2 separate regions of the Anas platyrhynchos genome follow, and region 1 is linked to region 2. The links are chromatin contacts, called in public Hi-C maps. All regions are on one chromosome and are shown on one strand. Each heading gives the region's core, a stretch centred on a gene start, on an enhancer-like site or on the middle of the called end of the contact. The rest is flanking DNA. Distances are from core to core; before and after follow the strand shown. Region 1 holds the start of KLHL15 (kelch like family member 15). Region 2 overlaps PRDX4 (peroxiredoxin 4).

What was found. Hi-C and Micro-C count contacts between places; a contact is called where the count stands out from the background.
Region 1: a contact with region 2 is called in a Hi-C map of skeletal muscle, with 2.4 times the contacts expected there. The contact joins the promoter of KLHL15 here to the enhancer-like site in region 2. A contact is called at or near these places in 3 of 8 Hi-C or Micro-C datasets (F1 follicle, liver and skeletal muscle).

What each region holds. Positions count from the first base shown.
Region 1 is chr1:116,522,286-116,528,855 of IASCAAS_PekinDuck_T2T, forward strand. KLHL15 (kelch like family member 15) reads right to left here and starts at 3,087. Exons shown (of 5, transcript XM_027449050.3): 1 at 2,948-3,087; 2 at 1,357-1,434; 3 at 788-884. It overlaps EIF2S3 (eukaryotic translation initiation factor 2 subunit gamma), which reads left to right and starts at 3,200. Exons shown (of 12, transcript XM_027449055.3): 1 at 3,200-3,349; 2 at 4,427-4,490; 3 at 4,998-5,125; 4 at 5,241-5,362. The coding sequence starts at 3,281.
Region 2 is chr1:116,409,624-116,415,823 of IASCAAS_PekinDuck_T2T, forward strand. It overlaps PRDX4 (peroxiredoxin 4), which reads left to right. Exons shown (of 8, transcript XM_027449062.3): 3 at 767-883; 4 at 1,366-1,488; 5 at 2,546-2,676; 6 at 4,290-4,324; 7 at 5,276-5,322; 8 at 5,674-5,798. The coding sequence ends at 5,677. Among named protein-coding and RNA genes, the nearest start is that of PRDX4, 6.1 kb to the left of the region's middle. Within about 2 kb of position 2,143, at least 1 of the 8 cell types and tissues checked has an H3K27ac peak or open chromatin away from gene starts, as enhancers often do. A contact at or near this core is called in F1 follicle, where this site is marked.

The DNA.
Region 1 (6,570 bases), core at 1,837-4,336, 110 kb after region 2:
GGGGCTTGGCCGTGGCCCGGCCTTCACCTCCTTGCTTGGCTGTACGAGGCCAAAAGCAAACCCAGCCTTCCCCGCTGTAACAGGCTGCACGCCCGCTGCCATCCTCCCCGTGCGAACTGCTGTTCCCATCCCCTTCGTGCCAGTTTTCAGCCGTTCGTCGCCACCCCCGGCCCGCTCTCGATGAATAAAACAGCAGCGCAGCTCCTCCAGAACTGCCACCCTGACCTGAGCGTCTATCCCACCTCTCACAGCTTCACACAACCAACTAGTTACTCCGTGCTCAGCTTCACAAAAGACTTCCCGCTGCTATTCCCGCTCTGTCCAACTGACCTCCTGCTGCTCCCTCATGGCCTACTTACTCCACGTTGCAAACAACCTGCTCCCATTCACTCCCTCGAACCAGTGACCTGACCTCTCTCTGCTCAGCCAACTTCATACCGTTCCTCCTCACGCGCTTACTCACGCAGTAAATTTGCCCCATTTCCCCGGTCACAGTTTCAAAACCTGTTACTTGTGCAGTTACGGTGAGACAACCAACCTTTACACACCCGCTATCCCAAAGCTGCTACCCTTCCTGCCTCCGAAAGACAGGCTCTCCCTTATTCGCAGGCTATGTCCTCTGCTGCATCAAGCACATACACTTTGACAAGGAGAATCACTGCAGAATACGTTCCACACATGCAGAAACCACACAACTGAAACACCATGCATCCCTCTGCCCTCTTCACTTTTGGCCTTCATAGTTCAGGGAGGGTGTAAACAGCTAGCAGGGCTGTTTTGGTTTTACCTGACTGTCATTTTGCTGTTTGCAGTTTGTGGCAAGCTGAGGTGTGAGATGATCTTCGGGTCTCTCCTATACGCTGCCATAGAAATGGACCTCAAACCTGGCAAAAAAAACAAACAAAGCAAGCCAGCCATTTTTACATACTTGTTCTCATCATTATTAAAACATGCATTAAAGTATTAAAGAGTATTAACAAAAAAAACCACTCCTCCTCCACATCAGACAATTTACCTCCACTGTAAAAGCCATAACTTGTTAATAATGCTTCAGTCTCCTAACTAAAAATGTGAGACTTAAATTTGGGCCCCAGACAGCAACGAGTAGGGTCAATACTACCTTAATACTAATTTACATAGAGATTTAGGTTGACTCCTCTCATTTAGGTATCTGTACAACCTCGGTTATGAAGTAGTTACCATTGGCTTAACTGAGACTATTGAAATTAATATAATTCTGGACTTAAGTTTTTGAGTTTTATTAGTATGCAGTTCACTATTCCATTTCTATAATTTAGACATTAAATTTAAGCATGCACGTATCATATACTTGACAGTTCCTAGAAAGGTTTTTACCTTGTTTTGATTAGACATTTGCAGTCTTTAGACTTTCATTTTTCTTCATACTACACATATTCACAAATACGGTGAACCCTAGTAACAAAACATCAGAATATGCAAAATGTAGCATTTCGTTGTTTAAAGTAGGCGCAACCATTTGTGTATTTTTTCCCATTCCTGGCAGAATTCTTGGCAGGGATTAAATCATTTCTAAAGATTTCTGCAAACGTGACAAAAGCTGTTTCTGTAATTTTATACTGCACTGCATTATTGCATAAGTATATAGCTAAGTAACTGTAGAGTCTAGTATTTTCAGCTCATTTTCATGCCTGATGTTGAGGCAACTACATTCAAATACCACATCGCACTCTCACTGTAATTTGTCTATCTGTCATAAGCATGTATTGTTTCTCCCAAAAGCAAGATATTTACAATTCTTATGTAAAACATCATGTGGCCCGATGAAAGACTAGAAATGTAAATGTGTTTTATTTTTGTGCAGAATTACTGGGTTGCAAGACATAATACATTTTGTCACTGGCAACATCATCACCGTATGGTTTCTTGCCACATTCTTGTACTCTTTTCTTCAAAACAAGAATGCCGGCAATGTATTTGCTACGGGTATATACAGCAGGAGTCACTCCTGGATCTTGTAGCAGGAAAGTATGGGAATAACATTTGTGAAAGTGGGAGGTTACGCGCGCTGTTAAACCAGGCATACCAGTTTTGTACAGATTTCCATCATCGCATTTCAATCACATGTGTGCTGTGTGCCTGAGACCTATTGTTTTCACCCGAGCAGCTAGCCGGGCAAAATCTGGGAACCTCCACATTTTCCAGTAAGCAAAACCACTGTTGATGAATATGGATGCATCTGACAGCGGTTACTCATTGTGAAACCAGTTGCTCTGATCACTGAAGAAATCCTATTAGAGCAGCAATCTCCCCTAGGCCTTTAAGAAGTTCCCATGGAGAAGTCAATTCAATTCCCCACGGGGGAGGGCTGTGAATTTGGCATTTAGTCTCTGTTAAGTTTCTAAAACGGCTGTCAGCACTGATCAGGGGCTTTATTCCATTCTTAACACGTTTATGTTGTGAGCACGTTATGTTGCTGAACGCAGCGTGCATTTGGGGAGGGGAGGGGGGGGTTGGGGGCTGCTGGGTATAAAAGAAGAGCTCATGGCTTGGGGCAGGGCCTTGTATCTGCCCCCTGCAGCACCCCGCCTCCAGAAGCCAGCAGCGAGGGCACGAACGGGCTGTCACTGGGAACCGCACCAGGCTGGCGGCCAGCGGAGATCCCCGGCCCGCTCGCGGTGACATGTTTAAAGCCGTTACAGCCGTTACAGCCGTTACAGCCGCGGCGCTGGGCGCGCACACGGGCAGGCGGCCCGCCCCCCGCCCCCCCGCCGCCCCCCACACACCTCCATCTCCGGGCCGCTGGACGCGCGGTGACCGCCGCTGACGCCTTCACCCCCCCCCGCATCCCACGGCGACGCCCGATCCCCGCGGCGGCCGTTAGAGCGGCCGTTAGGGCGGCCGTTACCTCAGCTCAGCACCGCCCCGCCTCCCCCCCCCCCCTTCCCCCTCAGCCCGCGACCGTTACCCGGCGGCCCTCCCGCCCCGCGCATGCGCGAGGCCCTCCGCGCCCCGGCGGCGCTGCCGCACGCGGGGCCGGGTTGCATCACCCGGCGGCAGGGCGGCGGGGGCCTTCCGCGGGGCTGCCCCGCGCCGCGCCTGAGCCGCTCCCTCCCCGCGCCGCCACCGCCGCCCGCCCCGCCGCGCCGCAACCCCCTGCGGGGCGGCCCCGAGCCGGGCTGTGCTGGCTGCGCCGGGCAGCGCCGTGCGGCCGGGCTGAGGGCGGCGCGGGGCGGGGCCGGGGCCGGGGCCGGGGGGCAGGCGGCGGCGCGGGCAGCCCCGGCTTCCTCTGGCGGCCAAGATGGCGGGGGACGAGGCGGGGGTGACGCTGGGGCAGCCGCACCTCTCCCGGCAGGACCTGGGCAGCCTGGTGAGGGGCGGGCGGGGCCGGGGCCGTTGCCGTGACCGTTGGGTGGGCTCCCCTCAGCGCCCCGGGGCCGTGTGGCCGCGCTCCTCTCACGCCTCAGAGCGGTGCTGGCGCCGCCGCGGCCGGGTGCTCGCCCCCAAGGGGCTCCCGCGCCTCCGCGCCTCGCTGCTGGGTGCGGCCGCGCTGCTCGGCGCTTTTATCGCCCGTTTGCTGCCCGTTTGCTCCTCGGCCCCAGTCGCGGTGCGTGGCCTCGCGCGGGGCCGGGGAGGCTCCGCTGCCACCTGCAGGGCGCCGGCACCGCGTGAGGCACGGCGGCAAGGAGCAGCGAGACAGGCGCGGCAGGAGGGCAGAAGCTGCCTCCAACACGGACGTTTTGTTCGTGTGGTACTCGAGAGCAGGGCGGGTGGTGTTACAAGGCTGTAGTGGGTGATACAATCGATACACAGACTGCGGAAATGCGGTGTTTGGCCAGGTGCTGTCAGTAGTTTCCAGCAGCAATCTGCTGAGGACAACAGGTTTCTTCTTCCAGTACACGAGGTGGAAGTAACAGTGTTGGGGGACAAAGTTGTCATTCAAAAAATCAGAATCGGAACCATGGCGTTAATGACGTCCCTCTGCCTACTTACTCCACAAAGCTGCAAATATACCCATGTTTATATACTTTCTCTAATAGAACCTTAATCTCAAAGAAAACTACTATCTATTGCCAGACCTTTCTCTTTAAAACATAAGTACAGTTGGCTGTGTAGCCCATGATAAGTTAATATGATTTTACATGTTGCAACCAATTCAGTTTGGGGATAGATGCGAGGTATTTTTATTTTTAGAGCTTCCTTTGAAGCTTTTTGTTTTGCTTACTTTTCTTCTGTCTTTCTTTAACACTGCGACCTCTTCTGACTGTAGGCTTTTTGGCCTATTCTGCATACTTAATAAAATGGAATGCATAACGCTCGAGGTGTTTTAATGAGCTCGGTTGGATTTTTGCTTAATAGAACTACTGGATAAATTTTAAGAAAATACATATAGTACTCTAAATGTTTAGATCCAGGATGAATAAATTGTAAAATCTCCTTCATACAGGATGTTACCAAGCTGACGCCTCTGTCACCAGAAGTCATCAGCAGACAAGCCACAATTAATATAGGTAACAACAAAATTCTGAAAAAACGAGGGGCTGGGGGCATAGCAGTGTAACTTATCGTGGTGCTCGTGTGTTAGCATATGGTACCTGTGTTGGAAAAAATTAAGAAATCCGTACTGAAGCACAGTAATGTAGGTAAGGTATTCTTACTATAAGTTTTGTCAAGATGCAGGAAGAGACTAGTCAAACCGTTTTAACTTGAAAAGCACTGTGATTTTACTTCAAGAACTCCGTGTTGAATGATGTGGGGAGTGGTTGCTAAAGTAAAGTTTATTATACCTTAAAATTACACATTGAAATGAGTTTCATGAAAATGCAAATCACGACAACGCAAAGATCTGTGCATCAAGAGACAGTTCTAGGGTGTTGTGCATTTAAGAAACCCATATTTATTGTGATGGCACCACTGGAGCCAGTATGCCCAGAGAGTTTGGGGTGATTATGACCATAATAGAACACTGCACAAATTAGACAATGGCTTATTGACAAACATCTGTTTTTAAACCATAGGTACAATTGGCCACGTAGCCCATGGAAAGTCGACAGTAGTCAAAGCTATATCAGGAGTTCATACTGTCAGATTTAAAAATGAACTGGAAAGGAATATCACAATCAAGCTGGGCTATGCTAATGCAAAGGTGAGTTATTGGTAGAGATAGAGCAAATATATGGCTGATATATTTCAGGGTGGATGGAAGCTTATAAATAATAAACGGTTAATTAAACCTCTCAATTTTTAAAAATTGTTTCCAGATTTACAAGCTGGATGACCCGAGCTGTTCCCGACCAGAGTGCTACCGATCCTGTGGAAGTAGCACCCCAGATGAATTCCCTACAGATATTCCTGGCACCAAAGGGAATTTCAAACTAGTCAGGTACCTGCTGTAAAATGAGTGGTGCAAATTGTATTTCCTTTATTTGCATTTGCTTTACAGAAATGAAAATAGTTGTCAGGATTGAGTTGTGAGCTGAATGATAACAGACCACGTGCTCATAGATGCTGAGATGGGGCACCCCGATCTGAGGGAACTCTTAAACTGTGCTCTCTGTCATTGTCTGTTTGCAGGACACTGAAGTGAAACGATGCTTTGTTCTACTCTTACCATAAGTACATTTTTCAAGACACCAGAGTAAGAACTAATATGGACTTTGCAAACTCATCTTTAAAATTCATTTCTGATGTGTGGCTTTTTTTCTGCCTCAATGGATAAAAAAAAAAAAGTTTAAAAGTTTTCCTAGTTCTAAAAACGAATCTCTTAAAGCCTGATTCTTAGTACTGGAGGACAGGCGTCCTTCATTTCCTTCACAAGCATAGCATGGTCATTATGCAAGCATCGTAATCACAGCTGTGGTTGTGTGAGTCTGCACAATGATTGTTCAAATGAGAGTACTCACAAAGGCAGTTGTATGACAGGATTCCTGGTTCATGCTTACCTATAAAATAGGCGTCCTGCTGTAGTCATGTATTTCCTCCTTTTCCTCAGATTCCCAGTAGAGCACTAGTTCTAACAATAGCTTCTGTCAGGGTGTGATTGTTGTGCAGCCATTTTTAAGCTCTTGCTTTAAAGCTTTAGGTTCTTTATCTTGCTGTTTATTTGCTTATTGTAGATTTTTAATGTTGCTGGCGAAGCAGAAAATTAGTCTCTTCCTTTTTGGTGGCATGCTGCAAGGTTTCTTCGTTGAATAGTTTCACACAAGAATGTAGTGTGTCGACTGTTATCAGCTGCACAATGCATTCATAAGATTGGAGCTAGCAGCTGTAGTGCTGTCTCTGGATAAATCTTTGAAGTGCAATTGTTACCATGTAATTAAAGATGCATCATTTTCTAAAACTGGAGTGAGAGGCATCTTAAAAGAGATCAGAGAGATGGTGTACAATGTGCTAGTTCCTGTGTTTCTTTGTTCTGGTGCATTTAAATCTAGTCTAATTTACATGTATTTTTTTTTTTTTGAAATATTAAAGCAATAACTAGTGTGAGTATATGGTATTGAATTTGAGAACTCAGCCTTTCTGTAGTCTTTCCATAGTCTTTGTGTTCTTAAGTGTATACTTTTACTGTATTACTTCTCAGCAACTGTCTTG
Region 2 (6,200 bases), core at 893-3,392:
GAGAGCATCCCATCGGTATTTTCCAGATTACATCTAGGATGTTAAGAGATAGTGTTTTCCCTTTAAGTTCATCCCATAACATCCTAATAACATTTAACATTACTCCCCTTTATTTGGAATGCAGTAAGTCCACTGGCTGAGTGAAAACATTTCTACTTTCTGCGAAACAATCCCGTTCTTTCCCACAAAATGAAAAAAGGAAGCTGTATAGTGACAAAGATGCGTACCTAGCTTGCTTTTATATAGAGGAGTAACTTGCCTCTTGGCCCTTAGTTTCAAAGCCCTAGAAATTGTGATTTTTTACCACTTCATTTCTTCTGTAGTGGAAAAATTTCAAATCAAAATAGACAATATCTGCAGATGTATGCTGTAACAAGAAGTTACCAATATATTCCTCTGAAAAAACTTGGCATGTTGTGCTTAAATTCAGCCCCTTAATATTCATGAAGTCTAAATGAAAGTAACTATAAGAACACTTATTATCCAGATTGCAAACGGACTGACTGTAGGTTTCTAATATTCAGTAATACACTGTATCAAAGCTAGAATCAGACTGGAAAACTTGTCAGGCAGCGTTTTGGTAAATAATTGAAGAAACATTAAAAAGATAAATAAAGGCTGAAATATTTCTGATAAATACACTGCTCTTTTTTTTTTTTTTTAGTTAAAAAAAATTAACTGCTTTGAAAAAGCAACTTATTAGTTAAGCTGAGAACCTACTAGATGATCATGAAATTTTGACTGTATTTTCTTTTATATTATCTAGTACATTTGTATGTCCTACTGAGATAATCGCCTTCAGTGACAGAATTGAAGAATTCAGAGCAATAAATACCGAAGTAGTAGCATGTTCTGTGGACTCAAAGTTCACTCACTTAGCATGGTATGTATCTTACGCTTGTCTTTTACTAAAAATTATTCGTGGGTTCATCTGAGCTGAGGAACTGTGTCCTCTGTTAACTCTAGTGTGTGAAAAGTACCTCTATCTTTGAAGCCTGTTTAATATGCATTCCTCAAAATATGTCATGTTCCACTCCAAAATATGTCAAATACAAAAAAAGAGATAAGGATTCCAGTCTCTGTAAAGGTGAGTTGCATTCTCCAAATCCATTAGTATGTTGGACTACACTGGTGTAAAGCAAATACGGTTGAGTAGAAAGAGGCCTTTATTAGTAGATATGGCCAAATACTGCAGAAGATCTACTGAACCATAGATAGCATTCATCTTCCTTGTGTGCAGAGCAAAAACGAGAATTGTTACTTGCACAAAATCCTTCTGTCTGTACTGTTCTGTTTTTTACTTAATTTAGTGTAGAGAACATAAGTCTTTATGAAGAATACATCTGTATCTCATTTCTTTCAAAGGATTAATACTCCGAGAAAACAAGGAGGACTTGGACCTATGAAGATTCCCCTTCTTTCAGATTTGACACACCAGATTTCAAAGGATTATGGTGTATATCTGGAAGACCAAGGGCATACCCTTAGGTATTTCACTTGGTTACATTTCGTGTTGCTTTGGGGTAGCACTTACTGTTTCATATCTAAAGATGCTTTTGGAATTTCTCTTTAATGCTCTCCATTGAGCGATATATATTAATATCAAAGTGGTTTTTGTGGGTGTGTGCAATAGCACATCCCGTGATCTTGCACTGTGAGCACTTCAAGCTCCTCTTTATGGTATATTGGCAAGCCTGCCACTAACTTGCAGCATATACATACAAAAGAGCTTACCTTCCCATTTACACAGTTTAAATGTCACAATAATACATCATGCTAGTTATCTGTATCCTCATACAAAGAAAGTAATTTGTGTTAAGGAACTTTCATATGAAGTCTTCCTTTAATTCTTGAAAAATAGGAGGACTCAGCAGTCTGATTGGGGTCATAGTAACCCCCCACAGATGCAGGCATACTACTTTGTTGATGAGCTATGCAGCACCAGAATGTGGTACTGTCGCAAAGCAAGAGCGGTTTTGACTTGAGAATTCTTGCCCAGAAACAAAATAAGTACTCAAGAAAACACACACACAAAAAAAAAAAAAAAAAAAAAAAAAAGCTGTAATGAATCAAAACAGGGGGCATATTTGATAACCCAATGTAACAACAGGCATCAGCAGATGCAAGGGCAAGGCAAGCATGCAGTGAGAATTCCCCAGAATTGCTGTTATTCAGGGACTTCCCAAGTCAAGACTGGAGCCAAGACTGCTGGTAACTAACAGCTCTAAAAATTGTGTATTTTGTAAACTTGATCAATTCCTTTTGGGAACTGCCTGACACCATAGCATCTGCAACATCCCCTGGCAGAGCCTGCCAAAGTTTAGTTTTACATTCTGCATGAAACTACCTGTTTGTTTTTAATTTGCCCTCAGCTCCTCTAATAGCCCAGGTAGAGAACAGTGGGTCAGTAGTATTCTAAGGAGGTGGGTATTGTATAGGACTTGCAGGGATCAAATTCCTCCCATCCAGCAGACATAGAAGTGTTTGAAAAAACAATGTAATTAGTTATGTTTCCTACAAAAAAAAATATTTTTTTTTTCAACAGAGGCCTTTTCATAATTGATGATAAGAGAATCCTTCGACAGATCACCATGAATGACCTTCCTGTTGGGAGATCAGTGGATGAAACTCTCCGTTTGGTACAGGCATTCCAGTACACAGACAAACATGGAGAAGGTGCTCTTTTAAATTCTTTCAAGTTGAAGATACTTTTACTTACCCTGAAAGCTGTCTTTGTAGCTTTTGGAAGAAAGTTACTCAGGAGCATTAGAGACTAGCTTTACGAACTGAATGAAGTAGTTTGGTTGTCCTGCGACAAGATTCTGTGGTGCTCGTTTCCTCATAGGCTGTTTCTAGTGTAGTAATTTTCATTTTGCTTCACATCTATGCGAACTCAGAGCATAAAGCATTCCCCAGCCTGAACACAGAGGCATTGTGTGTTACATGTCAAAAGCAAAAAGCTCTTAAAACACCATGCCCTGAAGAACCAGGCCAAATATTTCAGTATGTTCTGACGTCCTCAAAGAACTGAGATGCAGGCAGTCCTTGTCCTGTATCATTTGTTGATGGTCTGTGACAAATAACTGAGAGTGCTTCACATCAAGAAACACGGTGTTGCTGTGTTAGACTGCCATTCCTGTGTTCTTTACAAGCACTACGTGATCATTTTCCCCTGACAAAGAAGCTTTCACTGACTTGTCATTACTCTGTCTCAAGTACAGCTGGCTGTATTCCCCCACTACAGTTCAGGCATAGGATAAACTTCACAGATTTTTTTTAAATAATACATTTAAACAAATACATCAGTTAGAACATTTGTTTAACTATTAATACACAGATTCAGCAGCTTAACCTCCATTTTAACTCAGTTTCACTTGGTATTTAGAAGTACCTTTATCTGAAAGTACAAATCATTGTTATGCTTGACTGTAAAGAATTTTAACAGCTAAATGCTGATACTTAGGATGTGTGTACTTGAGTAAGGAAATTGAGTCTCTTATTTAGATACAAAGCTGTCTTAGAGAATCTTGATCTGTGCAGTGTGTTGTCCAGGATATCATTTTTTCCACCTGTTCATGAAAACTTTGTAGCTTCTGCATGAATGCTGAGAGCCTCCCTAGAGGTTTTACTGGATTCTTTGCACAGAACAGGAGAAAAAGTTCTTCACAGTTCCTAAATTGTATTTGTTGTATGTTTTTTGTCTGATAGCACGCCTTAAAGCAGTGTAATACTACAGAACCCATTGGGCTAAAGCCTCACAAGGAGACTTCTGAATAGACATGCAGCTGCACGGATGGTCACAGAGCATTTAGTCACATTGTGTGTGAACTGCATGCTTTAATCCCTTTGCTCCTTAACAGGGCTTCAAATAAAATCACTCAGTCTCTTCTGGGAACTCTGAACTGAGAAAGGTGGATAGGTCTCTGTGTAGTCACCTTGAACTTCATCATGAAACATTCATGTCCAGACAGCATGGGTGTTCGTTTTTAGATGCTATTTTCCCAGTGCTTTGTCTAAAACAGCCTAAGAATTAAACCAAGGTACAGACATCCACCCAGAAATGGGCAGTTTTCAGTTAACAGAAGTGCTAGGGGGTATCAGTCACGGACTGGTACTGACACCATCCTTTGTGTAACAAAAACTGTGTATCTATTAGTGGCAGATACTTAAATCTGGCACTTGGTGCTGTTTTACTTCAAGTTCAGAAGGGGAAGTGTCTATAACTTTACTGAGTGCAAAATTTAAGTGTGTTATTTTTATAAACTATCTTTTTTTGTTTTTTCTTCCAGTTTGCCCTGCTGGTTGGAAACCTGGCAGTGAAACAGTAAGTCACTTTTGATACTTAAATGCACGTATTCTTGGAAAACATACAATTATCATTTCCACTAAAATCAAGTCCAAACTCTTTGCAACATTCAATAAGATGAAGTAAGTTGACTCACAACGTTATGGTTAAAGCTTGAGTGGGAGTCGGAAGCTCCTGCTTCCAGTTATTTGACCATACAAATTGTTGGTTCTGTGGAGTCACTGTGGATCCTAGGCACTCCCCAGGAAAAATGATGCAAGCTCACAGGCTGCTTTCGTGTCTGACAGAGACAGTGTGCTACTATCACAGCTCCAGCAGAGAGCACTGCTTTGCTGCGCAGGAGCTCTTCTGCCTCTCAGTACTCGCCTATGAGTGAAGACAAGCAGAAGAGCTGAGGTTCAGACAAACACCCAATGAACTCATTTGTCTTCTCTGCACTTGGGTCAAGCCTCAGCAGAATAACGAAGCTTTTACTAGAGGTCTGAGCTGCCTAGTTGAGATGAGATCATGGTCATTCATTTGAGAATGTGGCTTTCTTCTGAATTGTCTGGTGATGACTGAGCATTGTTGTTTCAGGGCTGTCTCAACAAAAAGCAGGTCCCAGCAGCCTCTAACTAAGGAGAGTAGTGAGCATTTTAATTGGTAATAAAAACAAGAACGTTTCTTTACTGGATATGAAAATTTTCCAGGAAGATTGGAGTCACCTCTTTAAAGCCAGCAGAAGATTGTCTTAGTGGACAAAGCTGGATATTAAGAGCATAAGGTGAAAGGGGGCTTGCTGACCTCATAGAAAGACACATTCTGGCACTGAAAAGTTCTGCCCTCCATAACCACAGATTACCAAATAATACATAGGCAGTTCTCTTTCTTCTCTTTGCAAAAGATGCAGATAACTTAAATAGCAGCGTAGTTCAGAACCACTTTCTCAAAGATGTAGCCATGCCTTGTAAATGTGTTTGATTTAATTAGATCAAACCAGAGGAAGCCATGAGAGTGTGGTGGCCAAGGGAAGAACTGTAAGTAAATTCTAAGGCACTTGATTACAGATACTAGTTTATTAAAATACCTTGTTCTGGGGGCAAGCGACATAGAGGTATTTGCTCTCATCTGCCAAAACTCTTCCTTTGGGAGGCTGCACTCTCTTCTTCCCCCAGTTAATTAAATATTTCTGCTGCTGCTGTTAGGTGTCTTTAAAGATGAACAGTAATCTAATATCAGGTCAAATGATAAATTACTCTTCCATGTGTTGCTTGTGGGTTGGCCTTGGCATCATCTTTTGAAATCTTGTGCTGTTCTGGTTTCACAATTTGTTGCATTTGCATGGGTTTGTTTTTAGGCTAACACTTCCCTTTTTGTTTCTTGCACAGATAATTCCAGATCCAGCCGGAAAACTGAAGTATTTTGATAAACTAAACTGAAGCTCACTTCTCTTGAATTACATAGGTCACATTCAACTTGATTTTTGCCAATAAAATTTCCTTAATTTTGTTAACTTTCATGAGTTTGATTAATATATAACTCTAGTTGCTCAAGTACAAGTCTAACCTGCTTGAAGCATGGATACTTCATTAGTTATTCCTATGAGGTACGTGTTCTCCCCGTAAGTTTTGGTTAGGTACTTGGTTTTCCCAAAAGTTATTTTTCTTAGCAAAACTTACGAATATAACCTCAGACTGCTATGGATAGATTGCTTGATTTCGGCAAAAATCTTGTCTGCTTGGTCACACCCTAGAAACTAAAGCTAGAAAAGAGTCACTTGGTTATGGTACATTAGATCCAGGGGAAGTAGCAGCGTTGACCAGCTGCCCGGATTCCTCACTGCACGGAGAGAGGCAGAGGCAGCTGCTTCAGCTCCGAGAGTACTTGCCTAAGCACATGCACAGGGCAGAGGCAC